2 separate regions of the Mus musculus genome follow, and region 2 is linked to region 1. A link is a contact called in public HiChIP or PLAC-seq data. All regions are on one chromosome and are shown on one strand. Each heading gives the region's core, a stretch centred on a gene start, on an enhancer-like site or on the middle of the called end of the contact. The rest is flanking DNA. Distances are from core to core; before and after follow the strand shown.

Region 1 (5,784 bases), core at 2,002-4,501:
TTGAGGGCTAGCTCATCATACAGAAAGGCTGGAGGAAGGACGTGCAGGTTCAGCGTGGGACTCACTGGGTCTCACCCTGCACCTCAGGGTGCTGAGAAGATGGGACCCCAACCCAGAAACCTAAACCTGGCTGTGGAAATGAAGCCCAGAGAATGTCAGCATGTAGAAGACCCAGGCAGCTCTGTAGCGAACAGAGACTTGATCATTGCAAGCTAGGGAACAAGGTGGAATTCTGGACATTTAGTTTCTATTTATTTATTTATTTATTTATTTATTTATTTATTTATTTATATGTAAGTACACTGTAGCTGTCTTCAGACACTCCAGAAGAGTGAGTCAGATCTTATTACAGATGGTTGTGAGCCACCATGTGGTTGCTGGGATTTGAACTCTGGACCTTCGGAAGAGCAGTCGGGTGCTCTTACCCACTGAGCCATCTCACCAGCCCCCTAGTTTCTTTTTAAAAGAACACAGAAATGTTTTAAGAATATGCCTTCATTCTAATCCTGGGTGTCGGGGTGTGGGGCTGCTTTGGGCTGTCTGTAGCAGCTGAGTTGCCTCGTGCTCTAGCAGAGGTGTGATTTTGCCAGCTGTTGATAGTTTCTGTGATTGTGTGACTTTCAGAATTCTGGAAACTTTACAGAGGGGGTGTAAATGTAGACAGGGTGGGTGGCTGCTGGTCATTCAGGGAGTTCTGGTTGCAATTTGTAAGTAGTTGAGCTCCAAGAAGAAACAAAAGGAAGGAAAGAGATCTCCCCGCTCCTCCATCCTTTTTTGCCTATCTAGTGGCAGAGGGTGAAACGGGGTTGCAGGGAAAATTAAGGGTGAGGAAGAAGAAAGACCCACAAAGCAGCAGAGAGCAACTATAACAAGGATTTGACAGGACAGGCTTCTGTGACCCTAGCCATATTCCCTGAAGTCTTAGCATTCCACATGTGGTCCTAGTTGCTCAGCCACCAAGCTCCCAGGGTTGATCCCTGTCACAGTCTCTGCTGCCTGAGCAACCCGGGGCAGCTTTGGGATCTCTCTGGGCCTCTGCTGGGATGTCTGTCAGGTGGGGACAGCAGCTGTGCTTTGTGGAGATCAGGAGATAACGTGGACAACAAAGAGAGTTTAACTGATAGCTACTCTGTCCGTACCCCTGTGTACCAGGCTCTGTGCTAGCCTACCTCCTGGGAAAGAAGCCAGGGCACTGTGCCAGACTTCCATGCTCAGCATACCTGCAGGGGAGGAGACAGCTCTGAAGGGCTGCAGCAACTGGTGCTTCACGTGCTGTAGCCTCAGGCCAAACGAATCTGTTGTCGCTGGAGTTGTTTTATTTTGGAGACAGGATCTCACCATGGCCTCAAACTCCTTAGGAAAGGGTAGTTGAGCGTTGTTGGCTCCACCCCTCCCCCCGGGCAAGTTCTGTTACTATAGACACGTGCTTACACACACCTGACTGGATTTTTATCTTTTTATTGTGTGTGCACGTGCGTGTTCGTGTGTGCCAGTGTATCAGGGTCTTAAGTAACTTAGGCAACTTTGAGCTCACTGTGTAGCTGACGATGGCCTCCTGCCTATCTCCCAAAGGCTGGTATTACAGTATATGCTGTCACGTCTGGTTCATGCAGTGTCAGGAACCGAAGACAGTGCTCTGTCCATGTCAGGGAAGCACGCTACCTGCTAAACTCTGTTCCCAGTCTGGTTTTTGCATTTTTAAGTGGCTGAAAAGCAAATCAAAAGAAGGCTGTTTCACAACAGGCGACCACTATTGCGTGAGATTCAAGCTTCAGCGTCCAGAGTTTACTGGCGTAGTCCCTCAGGGATCTGAGCTGTCTCTCACTCCAGGACCAAAGGCTAAAGTATTCACCACATACTCCTTTTCAGGAAAAGCCTGCTGGCCCCCGGCCTAGCGGAAGCATAGTCAAAGGTCCTGGGCCAAGAGCAAAAAAGCCACTTCCTTGCCCAAAGCCCACTGCACTGCCACAGGACAGAGCAGAGAGATATGAGGCGGTAGGGTGGCCTTTTGAGGCATAGGATGCTTCGTCATTCCCACCAAGGAAATAGATGTTGAGGGTTGCCACCAGCCAAATCTCCCTGCACAAACCTCTCTGGGCCAGAAGGAACGACAGCAAGAAAAGAAAGAGACAGACAAGTCCCTGCATGCATATCCCAGGAAGCAAGGAGCCCTGTGAGGCTCCAAGCTTGGAAACCAGGCTATTTCCCATCCTGTCCGGGGAAACTGGGAGCTCTCTCCTCTCTTCTGAGGAACATGATCATCTTTCCTGTCTCCTCAGGAGCCAAGACACCATGGTGCAGTTTCCTGGGGGTTGCTGTCCGGATTCCAAAGCCGAATTCCCCAGCTGCCTCAGACCCGGACCCTTCCTCCCCTCTCACTGAGCACAGCAGAGGTCAGAGCAACAGATGTGGCTAACAGCACAAGAGGTGGGATGTGGGGCTAACAGCACAAGAGAGATGGGATGTGGCTCCCAGGCCCCTGCAGCAGACCCACATCTGGCTGCAAGGTGCTGGGGTCAGAGCTGGTTGCCACATTATCCTGAGGAGAGGGAGAAGATTCATCTATGATTCTCAGAGCATCTGTAAGAAGCTGGATTATGGAAGCATCCACCCAGCCTACTGCAGAGACACCCCTCAGCAGTCTATGCATTCAGCACACTGAAAGACCCAGAATACTCTCCACGGAGATGGAAGTTGGAAGAAGTCTTCTGAAGAGAGAAAGATCCTGCAAGTGGCTGGTGCTTGGTAGCTTACACAAGGGCAGGGCATTCTGCACAGGCACCTGAAGATTGCCTCAGCCTGAAAACACAGACCGGATACTGATGGGAACAGGGGGAGAGGTGTGAGGCCCATCTCAGGCCCACCCTGCAGCCTGGAGTGTGAATTCAAGCTGCTGGGTCCTGTTGGGAGGATGGGCAGAGATGGAAGAGCCCCCTGTGGAGGTTGGTTGTCTTGCTTAGGCATGGGTCAGCAGATCAGGCCCAGGGACAGGTTCAGTGGCTCTGGGTCAGTCTAGTCAGGACACTCAGACCCAACCCACTCCCAGCCAGAGAGCTGCCTGCTCCAGTCACTCAAGGGAGCTTTCAGGAAGCCAAGTTCCAGCGGCTTCCACTCTGGAACACTGTCCTTTTCTCTTTACCACCATCACAAGGGTAGCACCTGCCACAGCAGTGCTGGGAAGCCCCACCCCTGCTCTCACACACCCACCAGACTCCACCCACCCTCTGAGCCACACCTCTCAATCTCCTTGGCTCTCTGCTCCAGAACTCCAGCCCCTGGATGTTGCCTCACTCTTCAGAGAGACTCCCAGCCCAGGTCCCCACCCTGGCCCTTCGCCTCAGTCCCTCCCTCTCTCTGAACTTCCCAGAGCCTCTCCCCTCCCTGACTGCAAGTCACCTGACTGGGAGGCCCAAGCCCAGCCTCACCCAGATTCCACACCCCAACTTTTCCAGCTCTGAAGATGTGAAAGGACTGTCCCTCTGCACTGTGGAGCTCCCAGTGTCCCAGCCTGTTCCTTCCAGCTGCACAGCTCAGGCACAAGCATGATACAAACCACCAGCTACACGTGCCGTATGTACACACATGTGCAGCCTCATGTAACACACAGCTAGGTGTGCACCCCCCACAGGCATACATGCTTATACATACCCTCATGAATTACACATCTATATAGGACATGAATACTCAAGTACACACACATGCGCATACATGTGAACACACATGAACATGCATGCACACACACACACATGTGCACACAACATCCACTCCATTCCACACTTTATGTAGCTCTTTTTCTCTCTATGGCAGCAGCACCCACACCCAGAGTCAGGTCTGTTATTCTTTCCTGTTCCCAAGAACCAGTGGCTGACACTACAGTCAATTTTTAGAGCACACACACACACACACATACACACACACACACACACACACACACACACATATATGATATATTTATATCAATAGCCTATTACTGTCACAGATATTGGTTAAGGCTCAGTTTTGCTAGGAAAGGGACTTTCTTCCTCAGAAGGAATCAAGACGCCGAACATATCAGTTCTTAACGATTTGGGGAGGGAAGCTGTACTGCTCTTTACTGTAACTCAAACAGCTAAATTATTCATTGAGAAATGCAAGCAGAGACTGAACAGAGACGGGAGAGGCAAGGGACCCCGGCCCAGTCGAGTGACCTAGGCCTGGGGCTGCTTGCTCTGACTCCTGGGGGTAGTCTTAGAAGTGATGGTCCCGGGGGAGAGGGGTGCGGGGGTGCGGGGGGGGGGCGGAAGTTCCCAGGGGCAATGAGAGAGCATTGCTCTCACCTGCTGAAAGGGGGCTGGAGGAAGACTCTAGAATCCTGTAGGAAAGCTGTCCTAGGTCCTCAGTGACTTATCAAGGGCCATTCCTAAGCCTGGCTCCTTCCTGCAGTCAGGAACCTTTGCTGCTGACCCTCTGAGTTTGGGCTGTGAAGGTATGTGACCAGAGTCTCCTCCAAACTGAGAGCTGGCTCCCTCCCATGGGGTGAAACCTTCTCTCACAGGCTGCCAGAGAAGCAGGGAGAGAGGCTAGGCCAGAGCCCATTCTTTGAATCCAAACTGGCCCCCAGTCCCAGTTCCCATAAGACTTCCCTAGGCAGCAGAAATCAAAGAGTTCAGAGAGGACTGATTTCACAGGCCAGTGGAGGCCCAGGAAGGGGGCCTGCAGCCCCACCGAGTCTTTAAGGGTCCCTCTTTCTGTGACCCCCCACCCCCGCCTATTCCCAGGTAATGACCATCACTGTCTGCAATATGGCAGCACCCTGAAGGCTTCCTTCCCAGTGGTGGAGGGGTCCTAAGAGGAGGGCCAGGCCTTCCCTGCTTTCCTCTTGCAGCCAATGCCTGGGCGGGGGAGGGGGCGGTGGACGGAGGAGAAGGAGAGACCAGGAAGGGACAGGGACAGGGACAGGGACAGTGAGTGCTCCTGAGGACTGAGCCCAACTGGTGGGAAGGGGATGTGGAGGGAGACAGGAGAGGAGGCGGAAAAAGAGAGATAGAGGCTGCAGAGGAACAGGTTGGGGAGGAGGAGGAGCAGGAGGGAGGAGGGAGGAGGTCTCATATTTGGAAAGTGGAGCCCTTGGGGGAGCACGTGCTGACTCACTCGCCTGCCTCCAATCTTCCCTGCTTCCTGGGGACTCTCATTTTATTTTCGGGAAAGCTGCCTGCTGTGACTAATTTGTTCTTAAACAAACCAAACCCAGGCCCAGTTAGGGAGGCTGGGCGGAGCCTGAGTCACTCTTTGCCCAGGGGCCACCACACCTCAGGGTGGCCCCCTGGCTCTGGGCCTGAGCCTTGTCCTGGGCTGGGCCTCCCTCATCCCAAGAGGCCCCTTATCCTTGGCCTGAAGGTGACCCCAGTGCTCCACAGATGTTTGGTACCTACTCCTGAGGGTGACACACAGGGCTTTGAAGGCTCCTAGGCTGCTGAGTGAACTTCTTGTCTGTCCAAAGCCTGCAAGAGTATCTGGCACAGAGTCGGCTGACAGTTAATGTGTGTTGACTGACTGACTGACTGGCCTTTTTGTTTCTTTACGTTTCTCTTTGGATAAGGCCTCCTGGGTTACTTTGTGTCCATAAGCCTCTCAATCACAAGGAGGACTTTACTAACAACTGCCCTTTCTGGGAACCCGCCATCTATCACAATAAGCGGGTCTTCCTCAGACTTCAGGAGCCGCCTAGTTCTTTGGTGTGTGTTCTTAGGGACACCCACAGAAGAGATTATTTTTCTATCTGCCTGTGCCTAGAGTCAGGGCTCC
Region 2 (5,024 bases), core at 1,055-3,554, 160 kb before region 1:
ACAAGCTCACAATGTATCCCGTGACTTTGGGCAAGTCACCTGACTCCACCCTGCTTGCCTCCTTCTATGGGATGGGTAAGAAGTTGGGGGGGGGGGGCTCTGTGAACATCTGAAAGATACACTGACTGGTTCTCTGTGTGGCCTTCATGACCTTTGCCCTGACACACACACCCTGGGATCTAGGAAGACGCGTCCCCAGAGCTCCTAGGAAAGAGAGGCCAGTTCTCCCCCCCCCCCAGCCTGTGGCTGCCTCCATTAACATCAGTCAAAGAAGACAAGGAACAAATATTCCAAAGACAAAAGAAAAAGGATGGGGGTGGGGCTTAAGTAGCCCAGAGCTCCCAGCAACTCTAGGGTCCTTCCCCCAGGTGAGCCGCCACCTGTCCAAGCTCTTCGACAGCCTGTGTAAGCTCAAGTTCCGCCTTGACGCTAGTGGAAAGCCACTCAAGTTTGGGCTGGGGATGTACAGCAAGGAGGACGAGTTTGTGGACTTTGATAAGGAGTGTGACCTCTCCGGGCAGGTGAGCCTTGGAGGGGCGGGGTTGGCTGCATGCTGCCATGTGGTCATCCATCTGTCAAGGAGATGCTTGGGGGCCTCTTTTTATCTGATGTACCAGTGGAGGTCAGAGGACAACTTTCGGGAGTCGGTTCTCTCCTTCCACTGTGTGGGCCCCAGGGATAGAGCTCATGTTTGCCAGGCTTGGCAGCAAGCACCTTTACCTGCTGAGCCATCTCACCGGCTCCAACTTTGTTATAGAATCTATAGCACACAGCCTTCCCGTAGTGTGTGGTAAAGGAAGGGGCAAAGGAAGGAAGAAGAGGTAGGCTTGACCCATCTCTGAATTGTCACAGCTGGTGCAGAAGGGGGCTGTGCCACCTGAACAGGTTCTGAGCCCCTGTGCACAGGAAGTGGGCATGACGATTGAGTGGCTTCAGAGAAGCAATCGTGTGGCCCTGGTCCTCCTTCCAGCAAGCATGTCACCTACACTCGGTTTACCGGATCCTACCTAACGACAGCAAACTTCTCACTGGCCCTTCCCCGACCTCGCTGCCTGACCTCTGACCCAGCCACAGAGATGATATGGCCATTAGCCTGAAGGAAAATGCGTAGGGGCAAACCAGAACCTCTCACTAGAGTCTGGGCACTAGGGAGGTCAGAGGGGCTAGATGGGGCTTAGCCTCCCATTGCTCCTCTCAGAGGGACTCTGAGCAGCAGCAAGGTCCTTTCAGGGGAGTGACCGCTAGAAAAGACAGCCTGCTCCCCGACCCAGGTGCAGCAGGGAGAGCTGGGCTTGATCAGCTGTGGTGCTGGAGATGAGCCCAGCACCCCATGAGAGCAAGGTAGACAGTCTCCCACTGAGATAGACTTCTCTGCATGGCTGCCTGCTCCCTTCTCCGACTTAGGGATAACTGTATACTCCGCAAGCTTTTGCCAGGTGTCCCTGGCTTACTAAAGCGGCCTTTAGGTGGGGTCAGCTTTGGGGGCTTTTTAAAAACTTTATCCTAGCCGGACGTTGGTGCCGCATGCCTTTAATCCCAGCACTTGGGAGGCACAGGCAGGCAGATCTCTGAGTTCAAGGCCAGCCTGGTCTACAGAGTGAGTTCCAGGACAGCCAGGCCTATACAGAGAAACCCTGTCTGGGGGGGGGAGGGGGGACACGGACTTTATCCTAGTGTGTGTGTGGGGGGGAGACACTCACATGGAGGTTAGAGGACAATTTTGTGGACATGATTCTCTCCTTCCATTTTATGGGGATTCTGTGTATCGAACCTAGGTCGTCAGTCTCACACTACAAATGCCTTTACCAACTGAGGCATCTCATTGGCTCGGGTGGGTCGTCTTCTACTGCTCTATGGGTAACATTAGCATCTCTGTCCCTGACGCTGGAGGGAGCTTCCAAGTTCTTGGCATCTTGTTTAAAGAGTTGAAGCTCACACACAAGTGATAAAAACAGCGGGCGGGCAGAGGAGAGACTATTTAGAGACAAAGCAAAGGAATAGAGCAGACACACAGGGGCAGTGGGCACTAAAATAAGTGGCTCAGAGTTCTGGCTGGGTGCCAACACTGTTTCTGTGGATCCAGGTGGAGGAGGAGTTGGTTGTTAATCCTGGACTTGGAACATGTGCGTGCCCGATCGTGCAAACCCATGAGATGGCTAACAGGGGATTTTCCTGAAGAGTTGACTTGGGATCCATTCTGCCTCTCTCCCCATGTACCCCAAAACTGGTCCACACTGGGCTGGCTCACTGCTTCTGGATCTGGGATGCTTGCTTGGTCCCCGGAAGGAAGCTATTGAGTAGCCATAGATCAGAGCGATGGTGGCTTTGTTTAGAGAGGGGTGTGGGTGAAGCTCAGTGCAGGTGGAGATCCCAGGTGGCCAACTTCTTTGTTGGGAAAGGACTGGGCAGAGGTCAGGACAGGCAGGGTGGCTCCGCCTGCCCGCCAAGCTCACCTGCTTCGGGCGTACCAGTCACTGTGATGAGATATGCCTGTGAGGTCAGAGTGAGGTCTTTCCCCAGGTGGAAGTGTGGCTGAATCGCGTGCTGGACCGAATGCGCGCCACGTTGCGCCACGAAATTCCAGAAGCCGTGGTGACTTACGAGGAGAAACCGAGGGAACAATGGATCTTTGACTACCCGGCCCAGGTCTGGAATGGATGCGGGCCCACTGCAGTGTGGCTCTGGGCCCTGGGTCATGCTCTTGTCTGTTGGGAATGGGGTTAACTGTATAATGCAAGCTCATTTAAAAGAAATTTCCCTTTATTTTATGTGTATGGGTGTTTTGCCTGTGTGTATATATGTGTACCACGTGTGCAATGCCCACAGTGCCCACTAGAGGGCGAAAGATCCCCAGGAACTGAAATTAAAGATGGTTGTGCGCATCCACGAGGGTAGAGTAGGATGGGGTGGGGGGAAGTAAACCCATGTCCTCTGGAAAAGCAGCCAGTGCTCTTAACCACAGAGCTGTCTGTCCAGCCTCGTGGCCTTGTCTTTTCTTTTTTCTGGGGGTGTAGATGAAAGTGGGGGTTCAAGACGGTTTCTCTGTGTAGCCCTGGCTTTCCCAGAACTCGTTCAGTAGACCAGGCTGGCCTCAAACTAAAGAGATCCACCTGCCTCTGCCTCCTGAGTGCTGGGATTAAAGGTGTGTGCCACCACACCTGGCTATGACCTCGTCTTACTGTCCATAAAGAACAGTTTCTTCTGGGTGGTTTCCAGGTGGCGCTGACATGCACGCAGATCTGGTGGACGACGGAGGTGGGCCTGGCGTTCGCAAGGCTGGAGGAAGGCTACGAAAACGCCATCAAAGACTACAACAAAAAGCAGGTTTGGAGGCTCTGGGCCCCACACTACCAGGCAGTAGCCAGAAGCCCCACCCCCATCCCACCCCCAACCCCCTGTCTTGATGAGAGTGCCTATTGCTGAGATAAAAACTACATGACCTAAAGCAACTTGGAGAGGAAAGGGTTTATTACAGGCGCAGCTCACAACTGTAGTCCGTCGTCCAGGAAGTCAGGACAGGAACCTGGAGGCAGGAACTGAAGCAGAGGCCACAGAGGATCGGAGGATCATTGCTTACTGGCTCGATCCTCAAGGCTTGCTCAGCCTGTTTTCTTTTGCAGCCCAGCATCCTCAGCCCAGGCTAGGCCCCACCCACAGCAGCCCGAGCCTTCTCCCATCAATCGCTAATTAAGGGAATGAACCACAGGCTTGCCCACAGGCTGATCTGGTGGGGGCATTTTCTCAGTTGAGGCTCTCTCTCTGAAACGACTGTAACTTGTGTCAAACTGACCTAGAAGCAGGCAGTTCAGGTCCCCCTCTCCAAGGTGAAGCTGTATTCACTGTCTGTGTGGGTCATAAGCTGTCCCGTAACAGTACAAGTGTCATCGTCACCAATACATTACTCCTTCTACAGTAAACAACTTGCTGGGGTCAAGCCTCAGAACCCTTCTACAGTGTGTCCCCAGAAATCAGACGCCAATCTACAGTGTGTCCCCAGAAATCAGACGCCAATCTACAGTGTGTCCCCAGAAATCAGACGCCAATCTACAGTGTGTCCCCAGAAATCAGACGCCAATCTACAGTGTGTCCCCAGAAATCAGACGCTAATCTACAATGTGTCCCCAGAAATCAGACACCAATCTACAGTGTGTCCCCAGAAATCAGACGCCAAAACTATTCTTTTTTTTTACAATCCCCACCCCCTCTGTCTCTTTGTGTGTGTATACATGTGCATCTCGTGTGCATGAGATCAGAAGACAACCTGTGTGTGTGTGTGGGGGGGGGGATCAATTCTTTGCTTCCCGTGAATGGAACTGGGGTTGTTGGGCTGGACGGCAGGCACCTCCATCCTCTGAGTACTTTCTTTCCCTTGAGTCTCTTGGTTAAATCTTAGAAGATGCGTGTGTGAGTTTGTGAGTGTGTGTCCGTGCACATGAACCTTGGGTGGTTTCTCAGGAAACTTAGTTTGAGGTCAGGGTCTGAAGCTTTCCCATTAGGCCAGGTTAGCCCCCGGGAGCCCTAGAGATCCTCCTGTGTCTGCCCCCCGAGGGGTGTTGGGATTACAAGCAAGATGCCTCCTTACTTACACGGGATCGAAGCCAGGTCCTTGTGCTTACAAAGACAGCACTCCACTGGCTATGCCATCGCTCGGGGCCGATTGTCTCCTGTAGCTTCAGAGCCTTCCTGCACATGTGGCCTGATTACAGGCAGCTGTTTTTACTGAAGGACAGGCTTGCTCTTCTAAGGGCTCCATAGTGTACCCACCTGGGAGGAGAGGAACTTTTCTGGAGGCTTTTTTTTTCCATCGTGGTAAACAAGGGCTGTGATCTTGCGTGCACACACACAGGCGCACGCACAAGCGTCATTCCCTGTGGGCCATGACAGCCTGGGCGTCCGGCCCAGTGAGCTCTGCCCCAGCACAGGCACACTTCTCTCTCTCTCTCACTCTCTCTCTGCAGATCAGCCAGCTGAATGCGCTCATCACTCTGCTCATTGGAAATCTCACCGCCGGTGACAGGATGAAG

What was found. HiChIP or PLAC-seq counts read pairs in DNA pulled down with a chosen protein or histone mark.
Region 2: an H3K27ac HiChIP or PLAC-seq map of embryonic stem cells shows a contact between it and region 1, with 8 read pairs. The contact joins two enhancer-like sites. A contact is called at or near these places in 1 of 15 datasets of contacts at CTCF or cohesin (large pre-B cells), 13 of 484 Hi-C or Micro-C datasets (ECoMG myeloid progenitors, Th2 cells, bone marrow-derived macrophages and 8 more), 2 of 115 datasets of contacts at active chromatin or transcription factors (embryonic stem cells and pancreatic cancer cells) and 2 of 9 other capture datasets (adipose tissue and liver).

Annotation. Positions count from the first base shown.
Region 1 is chr11:117,931,863-117,937,646 of GRCm38.p6, reverse strand. No RefSeq gene overlaps it. Among named protein-coding and RNA genes, the nearest start is that of Socs3, 35 kb to the left of the region's middle. Within about 2 kb of position 3,251, at least 119 of the 459 cell types and tissues checked have an H3K27ac peak or open chromatin away from gene starts, as enhancers often do. A contact at or near this core is called in embryonic stem cells, where this site is marked.
Region 2 is chr11:118,089,016-118,094,039 of GRCm38.p6, reverse strand. Dnah17 (dynein, axonemal, heavy chain 17) reads left to right here. Exons shown (of 81, transcript NM_001167746.1): 31 at 369-521; 32 at 2,521-2,646; 33 at 3,238-3,324; 34 at 4,959-5,024. Among named protein-coding and RNA genes, the nearest start is that of Dnah17, 38 kb to the left of the region's middle. Within about 2 kb of position 2,304, at least 4 of the 459 cell types and tissues checked have an H3K27ac peak or open chromatin away from gene starts, as enhancers often do. A contact at or near this core is called in embryonic stem cells, where this site is marked.